2 separate regions of the Mus musculus genome follow, and region 2 is linked to region 1. The links are chromatin contacts, called in public promoter capture Hi-C maps. All regions are on one chromosome and are shown on one strand. The core of a region is the stretch at or near the end of the contact, and the rest is flanking DNA. Distances in the headings are between cores, read along the strand shown.

Region 1 (3,620 bases), core at 770-3,269:
CTTCTCCAGAAGCTTAGTCACTGACCCTTGACTGGTCGGCTGGTCACTCTCCTGTGGTCGTGCTGAGGGGAGGGGATGCCAACAGGCAGCCAAGCTCAGCCTGCAGCTCAGCCTCCTCCCCAACCCCCTGCCCGATTTACAGCCCCAGGTCTCTACCTCCACCTCCAACTGCCCTGAGCACGGGGATCAGTTTCCCCAGGGCATCCAGCATGTCCTGGATGCTGTGGCCCCCGAGCACTGTGCGGGTATCAGCGAGGAGCCTCGAGATCCTGGGGAGCAGAGAGGGAGTGGGAGGCGGGGCCTCAAGAGTCCAGGACCCCATTCACCAGCCAGCCCCCACCTGCCAAGTTCACTCACAAGGAATCCTTAAAGTTACTCAGGACCCCAGGCTTCTCGCCAGGCGTTGGGTGCTGGAAGCAGGAGTTGTTTACGTTGCAGACAAGGCCCTGCAGCCAGGGCACCGTGCCCGCCGATGGTAATGGCTTGTTTGGAAAGTGGCCTGGAGCGGGGAGACATCTGCTCATAGTCGCCCTCACTTCTATTATCAGCTCATTAAATGATATGGCCACCCGCCACACCCAGCTCAGACCCCAGCGCCAAGCAGGGCGGGAGAGGCTTGTCACTGTCCCACCACACACACAGCGGCTCACATTCGTGATGCTCCAGAGGGGGGTGGGAGTGACGGACAGCCACTAGGATGAAGAAGAGGAAGAGGGGCCAAAGCAACTCCACTAGTAGTTGGATCTGGGGAGAGAATGGGTAGGAGACTTTGGGGGGCCGTGATGGACACCTGCCATCGCCCCCCCCCCGACCTGCAAACCCCGGGCGTTACCGGTTGTCTCCGTCGATAGGTGTAATTTTTCCACAGCAGAAGCATCAGCTGTGTGCCTAAGGCCATGATGACTCTGGACCGGAAACAGCGGAGAGGACAGGACAAAGAAAAGGCTGAGAGTGAGCTGTGTGGCTCCAGACAAATGTCTGCGGGTCTCTGATCCTCATCCTTCCGAACATCGGGCTGAGCCTCAATAAATCTCCCGCAAAGAGCCCGGCAAACAAGGCACCATAGAAAGAAATTCACTAGGGAAGTGACCAATGGGAACCCGGCGCGCAGCCGTCCTCGTAGCTGATTGGCTGGAAGGGCTATCGATGAAGGCTGGGGTCTGGAAGACCCTGTTTGCATTCTTAGGGGGCGGAGCTTGGGTTTAAAGCTTGGGGCTTGGGGCTCGGGGCTCCACGGTCAGCCTCATACCAGACCGGGGTCTCGGTTCCGTTCGCCCCAGGTGGCCCCCGGTGAGACCCGGAGTCTGTGTCATTTGCAGCTGGCCTTCTATTTTTTAAGAGATGGGAACTGAGGCTCAAAAAGGGGCAAAGTCACGCTCCCAAGGAAACCAGAGAAGAAGGAGGGCCCGCCCTCCGGAGTCAAAAGGAGGGTACAGAAGACCGCCGGCTAGGAGGAGTCAGGGACAGGCTCCTTGAGCACGCCATTCCTGATTTCGTTATTTTATTTCCCCCCGGAACTGTATGCCTGTGGCCTGCTTCATGATACCGATAGGGAAACTGAGGCTGACAGAGAGGGAAATTGCCAAAGTTTAACCATCTACATGGAAATTGGCGGCTTCCACTCGGGGACTTTTTTCTTTCATAAAGTGAAATTTGAGATCTGGGGGGTGGGGGGTGACAGGCCTCATTTGGAAAGTGGGACACTGGAGGTGTAGGTTGGCAGAGGTCCCTCGAGGTGACCAGATGACCGCTGTGAGGATCGGTGGTCCATTTTTCCCACACTCCCCGGAAGGATAAGGAAGGGCAAGGGAGAGTAGGCACCTGGAACCCCAAATTATCAGGGAACGTGGCTCAGCCCACCCTCACCCCACAGCATCCCCAGATCTCCAGGCTCCACCTTCCACCCTCTCGGGGATTTTCTCACCGTTCTGAGGCCCCCAAACTCCATCCACTTTCGCTCCTCTCGGCCTCGGCGGGGGAGCGCGGCCCCTTTAAGTGGAGCCCCGCTCAATTGCGGACGACGCCCTTCGCAACCCGGTGCCCTAAGGAGCACCCAGCCCCGCCCCCTAACGCTACTATTGGATATTGCACCTGCTACTCAGGCGACTTTGCCATTGGAGGAGGCGGGACCACAGCCCGCCTCTCCGAGCCGGGTTTCTTAAAGGGACAACAGGATTCCTGCTGCATCAGTTTGGCTTCACTGGGACACGACAAAGAGGGGGACAACGGGTCACCTGTGAGTTCACATCTTGAAATGGCAGCTCCCCACAGCAAGACATTCCTGTCTCCTCTCCCCAAGGACTCCTTTTTAAAAATACTTTTTAATTTTGAGAGTGGCTCACACTGCTGTGGTAGGCCTGGAAATCACTGCTTAGACCAGGCTGGTCTCACAGAGATCCGCCTGCCTCTGCCTCCTGAGTGCTGGGATTAAAGGCGTGTGCCACCACAAGTAACCTTTGTTTTTAAATTTAATTAATTTGCTTATTAGGGTAGGACACATGCATGCATGGCATATCTGTGGAGGTCAGAGGACCATTTCCTGGAGTCTATTCTTGCCTACCATGATGTGGGACCTCAGGCAAAGACCAAGTTTAGGTCGGAAGGTTTGCACAAGGTCTTTGTATCCTGTGCCATCTCCTGCCACCAGCCAGAATTGTACCACAGCCTCTGTGAGCTCATCTCCAAAGTAGAGCTTCAAGGACCTGCACATTCATTTTAGCAACATCCTCTGGTCTAGACAATTTCAGAATCAGGTGGCAGCCCAATATCCTAAGATTAGAATCAATAGTTGCCTGGATTGTAGGCAAGATTCTCAGATGTCTCCTACTCTGGAAAAAAAAAACTGGTTTATTTCACAAAGCATAGAGGGAGATGGGTGTAGATCACCCTGGCAAGCGTGAGTTAGGGGGCCTTAGAAGTTGGGGTTTTGCAGATGCATAGGAGTTCGAAGGAAGCTGGTGAGGGAGACTCAGCCTCTTTCTCCACCCTAGCCCCGATCTATCTCACATCATTCATTCAACTGTGTCTGTTTCTCGCCTTCTCCCTAACTTTTGTGCAGGGCTTGCACCTTGCTTCTAGACAGCGCCCCCTCCATCACGGCCAAACTCAGGAATGTACTTTACTCTTAGAAACAGAGGTTTTTATTGTTTTTGTTTTTGTTTTGTTTTTGTTTTTTTTTTTGTTTTTTTGGTCCACACAGGGAATTTCACATTTTCTGGCAGTGCAGGGGCCCGTGTGGGTCATGTGTGGCCCCTTCCGAGGCCCAGACTCTAGCACACCTAATCAGGGCCTGCACAGGGGCAGGGAAGCCTTCAAACACCAGAGGAGTGAGGGAGGGCTGCAGGCGTTGGGGTCACATCTGGCTTGCCTCAGTTTCCCCACGGGGCACAGGAGGGTGAAGTCTGAGAGTCGTGGGAAAGCAAACTTAGTCCCTCAGAATGCCTGCAGTATTTTAAAGCCTAGTGTACTCCAATACTTTTGAGGCAAAACCCCCACAAAACCCCTTGTTTTCTTTCATTGAAACTGCCTGTAATTTCCCCGGGTTCACAAACCACAAACTGATGTGAAAGAGATGAAGAAACAGGAAGCCCATTGGGGCCAGCCTCTCCCACAGCCCACTG
Region 2 (3,858 bases), core at 767-3,266, 620 kb before region 1:
AAAGACTATGGATTCATCTAACAACACCCTGTTCCCATGCTTCTAAGTGGCGGATACTACGACCTCCCAATGTCAGCTGTAGTGGGGTGGAGTGTCCTCAAACCATTTCAGGGCTGCAGCTAAGGGAGTGGTATGAGCTCAAGTGGGGTGGGGAAGGAGCAAGATGGGTGAAACCACAGTTCTTGCTTTTGTGAAGCAGTGAGGGCCAGTGGGGTAACAGGGAGAAAGAAGGGGACACCTGAAGGAGGAGCTTTTGCAGTACCCAGCTCCTGGACCTCAGGACCACCCAACCTACCTTATTGGCCCAACACAATCCAATCAGATCCTCCCCTGGGATAATTTAGCCTGACCCCTTTGCCCACTCTGATTGGCCAACCCTGAGCGGATGATCCTCCCCTGACAACCATGAGGTTGTCCGGAATCCACATCTAGTCAAGTTGGAGCCCATAGACTGTAATCTCACACTGACTAGCCTGGGCTACAGAGGCCGCGTCACAAAGTCTTTTAAATGGCAGAAAGAGCCAGTGAAGTCAGCTGGAACTATTCCTGCTTATGTGCAGCTTCGATCAGGCTGCTGGCTCAGTTGCTTCTCTGAAATGCTGGCGTTTTCTCCCGTTCTTCCTGCACCTACACTGTTTGCTTGGGCTTGAGTTTGTTTTGATTGGCACTGTGCAGGTCCACATTGGCCTGAGACACACTTTCTGTGGCCCAGGGTGAGGTTTAGTTTGTGACAATTCACCAATCAGGTGTTGGGCAACAGCTGATACACAGTCATTCTCAGCAGATATTAGAATATTTTAAGATTTTATTTTGTATGTGGGGTGTGTATGTACACTTGCATGTGCCACAGCACACGTTAAGGTAATGGAGCTCATCTCCCTCTGCCTTGTGTAGGGTTTGAGTATTGAGCTCAGGTCATCCCAGCAAGCCAAGAAGTTTTTGTTTGCTTGGTGACTGTGTGTGTGTGTGTGTATACAGGATTCCACTGTGTAGTCCAGACTGACCTGACACTTTCTATGTAGTCCTGGACTCACAGAGATCCTCCTGTCTTAGCCTCCCATGTACTAGAAATAAAAGTTTGTGTGCACCACCAAGAATATATTATTTATTTATTTATTTATTTATTTATTTTTGGGTTTTTTGAGACAGGGTTTCTCTGTGTAGCCCTGGCTTTCCTAGGACTCATTTGTAGACCAGACTGGCCTTGAACTCAGAAGTCCGCCTGCCTCTGCCTCCCCAACTGCTGGGATTAAAGGCTGCACCACCACTGCCCAAGATTTTTTTATGTTTATTTTTTTTCCTTTTTTTTTTGAGACAGGGTTTCTCTGTATAGCCCTGGCTGTCCTGGAACTCACTCTGTAGACCAGGCTGGCCTCGAACTCAGAAATCCGCCTGCCTCTGCCTCCCGAGTGCTGGGATTAAAAGCATGAGCCACCATGCCTGGCTTGCTTATTTTTATTTCATGTGTATTGGTGTTTTGCCTGTGTACATGTCTGTGTAAAGGTGTTGGGTCCCCTGGGATTGGAGTTTCAGACAGTTGTTAGCTGTCCTGTGGTTGCTGGGAATTGAACCTGGGTCCTCTGGAAGAGCAGCCAGTGCAGAGCTCTCTCCAGACTCCAAGATTTTTTATTTTTTTATTTATTTATTGGTTTTTTTGAGACAGGGTTTCTCTGTATAGCCCTGGCTGACCTGGAATTCACTCTGTAGACCAGGCTGGCCTCGAACTCAGAAATCTGCCTGCCTCTGCCTCCTGAGTGCTGGGATTAAAGGTGTGAGCCACCACGCCCGGCCTTTTTTTTTTTTTTTTTAAATCAGAATCTCATGGTCTCAAACCTTGTATGTAGCAGAGTGTGACCTAGAACTCCTAATCTCCTGAGAATGTGTGCTAGGTGAGTAGGACCCGCTGAGCCCCCACCCAGACACCAGGGTAGAAAGCTCCCGCAGACCAGGTGACTTCATCACTTGCTTGTAAGTGGAGCTCTTGGTAGTTGGAGGAAGCAGAGAGAGCTCAGCTTGACAACATCCTGTCCCGAGCAAAAGGCACAGGATGCTGAGCGAGCAGATGACAGCTGCCCTCACCCTGCACTGATATTCTCGGAGACTCCGGTTACAAACGGCTTCCTCCCTCAGAGTGGCAGGATGCCCAGCTCCCCACCCCATCCCAACCATGGTAGTTTCCCTCTAAGGGGACAGGATAGTCTGGGTCATCCAGCAAGAACCGGCCTTGGAAGACTCAATGCCGTTTTTTTCTTGATGTTGCACCTGGAGCTAGAGCCCAAGCTAATTCCCAGGGATGCGTGTGGGAGCCATAGGCACTGCCCTGCCAGAGTTCACTTTGTTTTGGGGTGTGCCTGCACAAAGTCCTGGGCCTCAGCCTCATGTCTAAAAAGTGGAATTGGAATTGAGCTGCCATGTGCTTTCCTTTGGATGCCACTTGACTTGATCTTCCCTATACGTAGGAGGGAGGCCATCACTGACATACTGACTTAATTATTGATGCCTGACCTGTACGCAGAGTGGAAGAGGGCATCACTGACTGTGAGATTAACTGCTAATCTTTGCCCTGTGCAAAGAATGGAGGAAGATATTTGTCCATCAGTTGATTTGTGATGCCCACCCTGCCCATAGAATGGAAGACATTGGCTGGCAGATTGCTTGCTTAATTCTGTCCTATGCAAAGCATGGAGGAAATCATTCATTCATCAATTGATTGGTGATGTCGGCCCAGAGATTGTTAGAATGAGTGGTTGATTGGTAATGTCTGCTTTGGAGGGAAGAGACAAGTATGTTTTATCTACTTACCATCCTGAGAAAAGGTGGACTCTGGCAAGGAACCCTCCCCAATCCCCCAGATTCTGACAACAGTGTTTCTATATATAACTTTCCTCTATTTCCCCATTTTAAAGCATTCCAGTGCGTTCTAAAGATTAGAGGAACCGTCCTAAATGAAAACTCCAGGGAGAAACTTCCAAATCTCTTCCCGAGTTGAGATGAACATGTTCTGCACTGTGTCCCTAGCATCCTGTCCAGCCAGCAGATGAGGTAACAAGGACACCAGAAAGAGATGTGACTGGAATGCACCAATAAAGAACAGCTCAGTGCAGAGTGCTCCAATATACCTGTTATCCCAGCATGTAGACAGCTGAGGCAAAAGTGGAGCAGTGGCACTTGAAAGGCAAAGGCAGAAGGACTTCTGTGAATTCAAGGCCAGCCTAGTTTACAGAGTGAGTTTCAGAAGAGGCAGGGCTACACAGAGAAACCCTATCTTGACGTCCAGTACCCCCCAAAAAAAGGTGGATGCAAGACAATCAATAGTTCAAGGCCAGCCTGTGCTACAGGAGGCCTTGTTTTAAAAAAGCAAACCATCATGCCTGGTGGCACACGCCTTTAATCCCAGCACTTGGGAGGCAGAGGCAGGTGGATTTCTGAGTTCGAGGCCAGCCTGGTCTGCAGAGTGAGTTCCAGGACAGCCAGGGCTACACAGAGAAACCCTGTCTCGAAAAACCAAAAAACAAACAAACAAACAAACAAACAAACAAAAAGCAAACCAACCAACCAACAAAAAACTAGAGAAGATTAAAAAGAAGGCAGAGACTGGGTCACAGTGTGGGATTGTATTAGGGACTTTGGGGACAGGGCAGTGTGGGAGGCCAGTGTGAATGGAGCAAAGAGGGACCTGCGCCATTGTTCCAGGAAGGGCAGTACTCAGGAGAGGACAACGGGCCACTTGGTCTGAGAAGTCCATAGTGTCCCTTGGTAGCTGAAGGCAGAGTGTCACCATAACCATGGAGAGAGGATGGGTTACTATCCCTGATCCTGCAGCAACTGTCACTCCTATGTGTGGTAATGGGTTGTGTG

The links. Promoter capture Hi-C pulls out the DNA fragments that hold promoters and counts their contacts.
Region 2: a contact with region 1 is called in a promoter capture Hi-C map of liver, with 4 times the contacts expected there. The contact joins the enhancer-like site here to the promoter of Abca7 in region 1. A contact is called at or near these places in 8 of 39 promoter capture datasets (the C10 cell line, the HPC-7 cell line, cranial neural crest and 5 more), 1 of 484 Hi-C or Micro-C datasets (B cells), 2 of 115 datasets of contacts at active chromatin or transcription factors (effector CD8 T cells and memory CD8 T cells) and 2 of 9 other capture datasets (liver and pancreatic islet).

The regions. Positions count from the first base shown.
Region 1 is chr10:79,994,893-79,998,512 of GRCm38.p6, reverse strand. It overlaps Abca7 (ATP-binding cassette, sub-family A (ABC1), member 7), which reads right to left and starts at 2,019. Exons shown (of 47, transcript NM_001347081.2): 1 at 1,925-2,019; 2 at 833-905; 3 at 651-744; 4 at 358-499; 5 at 157-269; 6 at 1-62. The coding sequence starts at 898. It overlaps Cnn2 (calponin 2), which reads right to left. Exons shown (of 7, transcript NM_007725.2): 7 at 3,113-3,620.
Region 2 is chr10:80,616,594-80,620,451 of GRCm38.p6, reverse strand. The region is part of intron 1 of Gm31298 (a long non-coding RNA gene); the gene reads left to right. Among named protein-coding and RNA genes, the nearest start is that of Gm31298, 4.2 kb to the left of the region's middle. Within about 2 kb of position 2,016, at least 45 of the 459 cell types and tissues checked have an H3K27ac peak or open chromatin away from gene starts, as enhancers often do. A contact at or near this core is called in B cells, effector CD8 T cells, liver and 1 more, where this site is marked.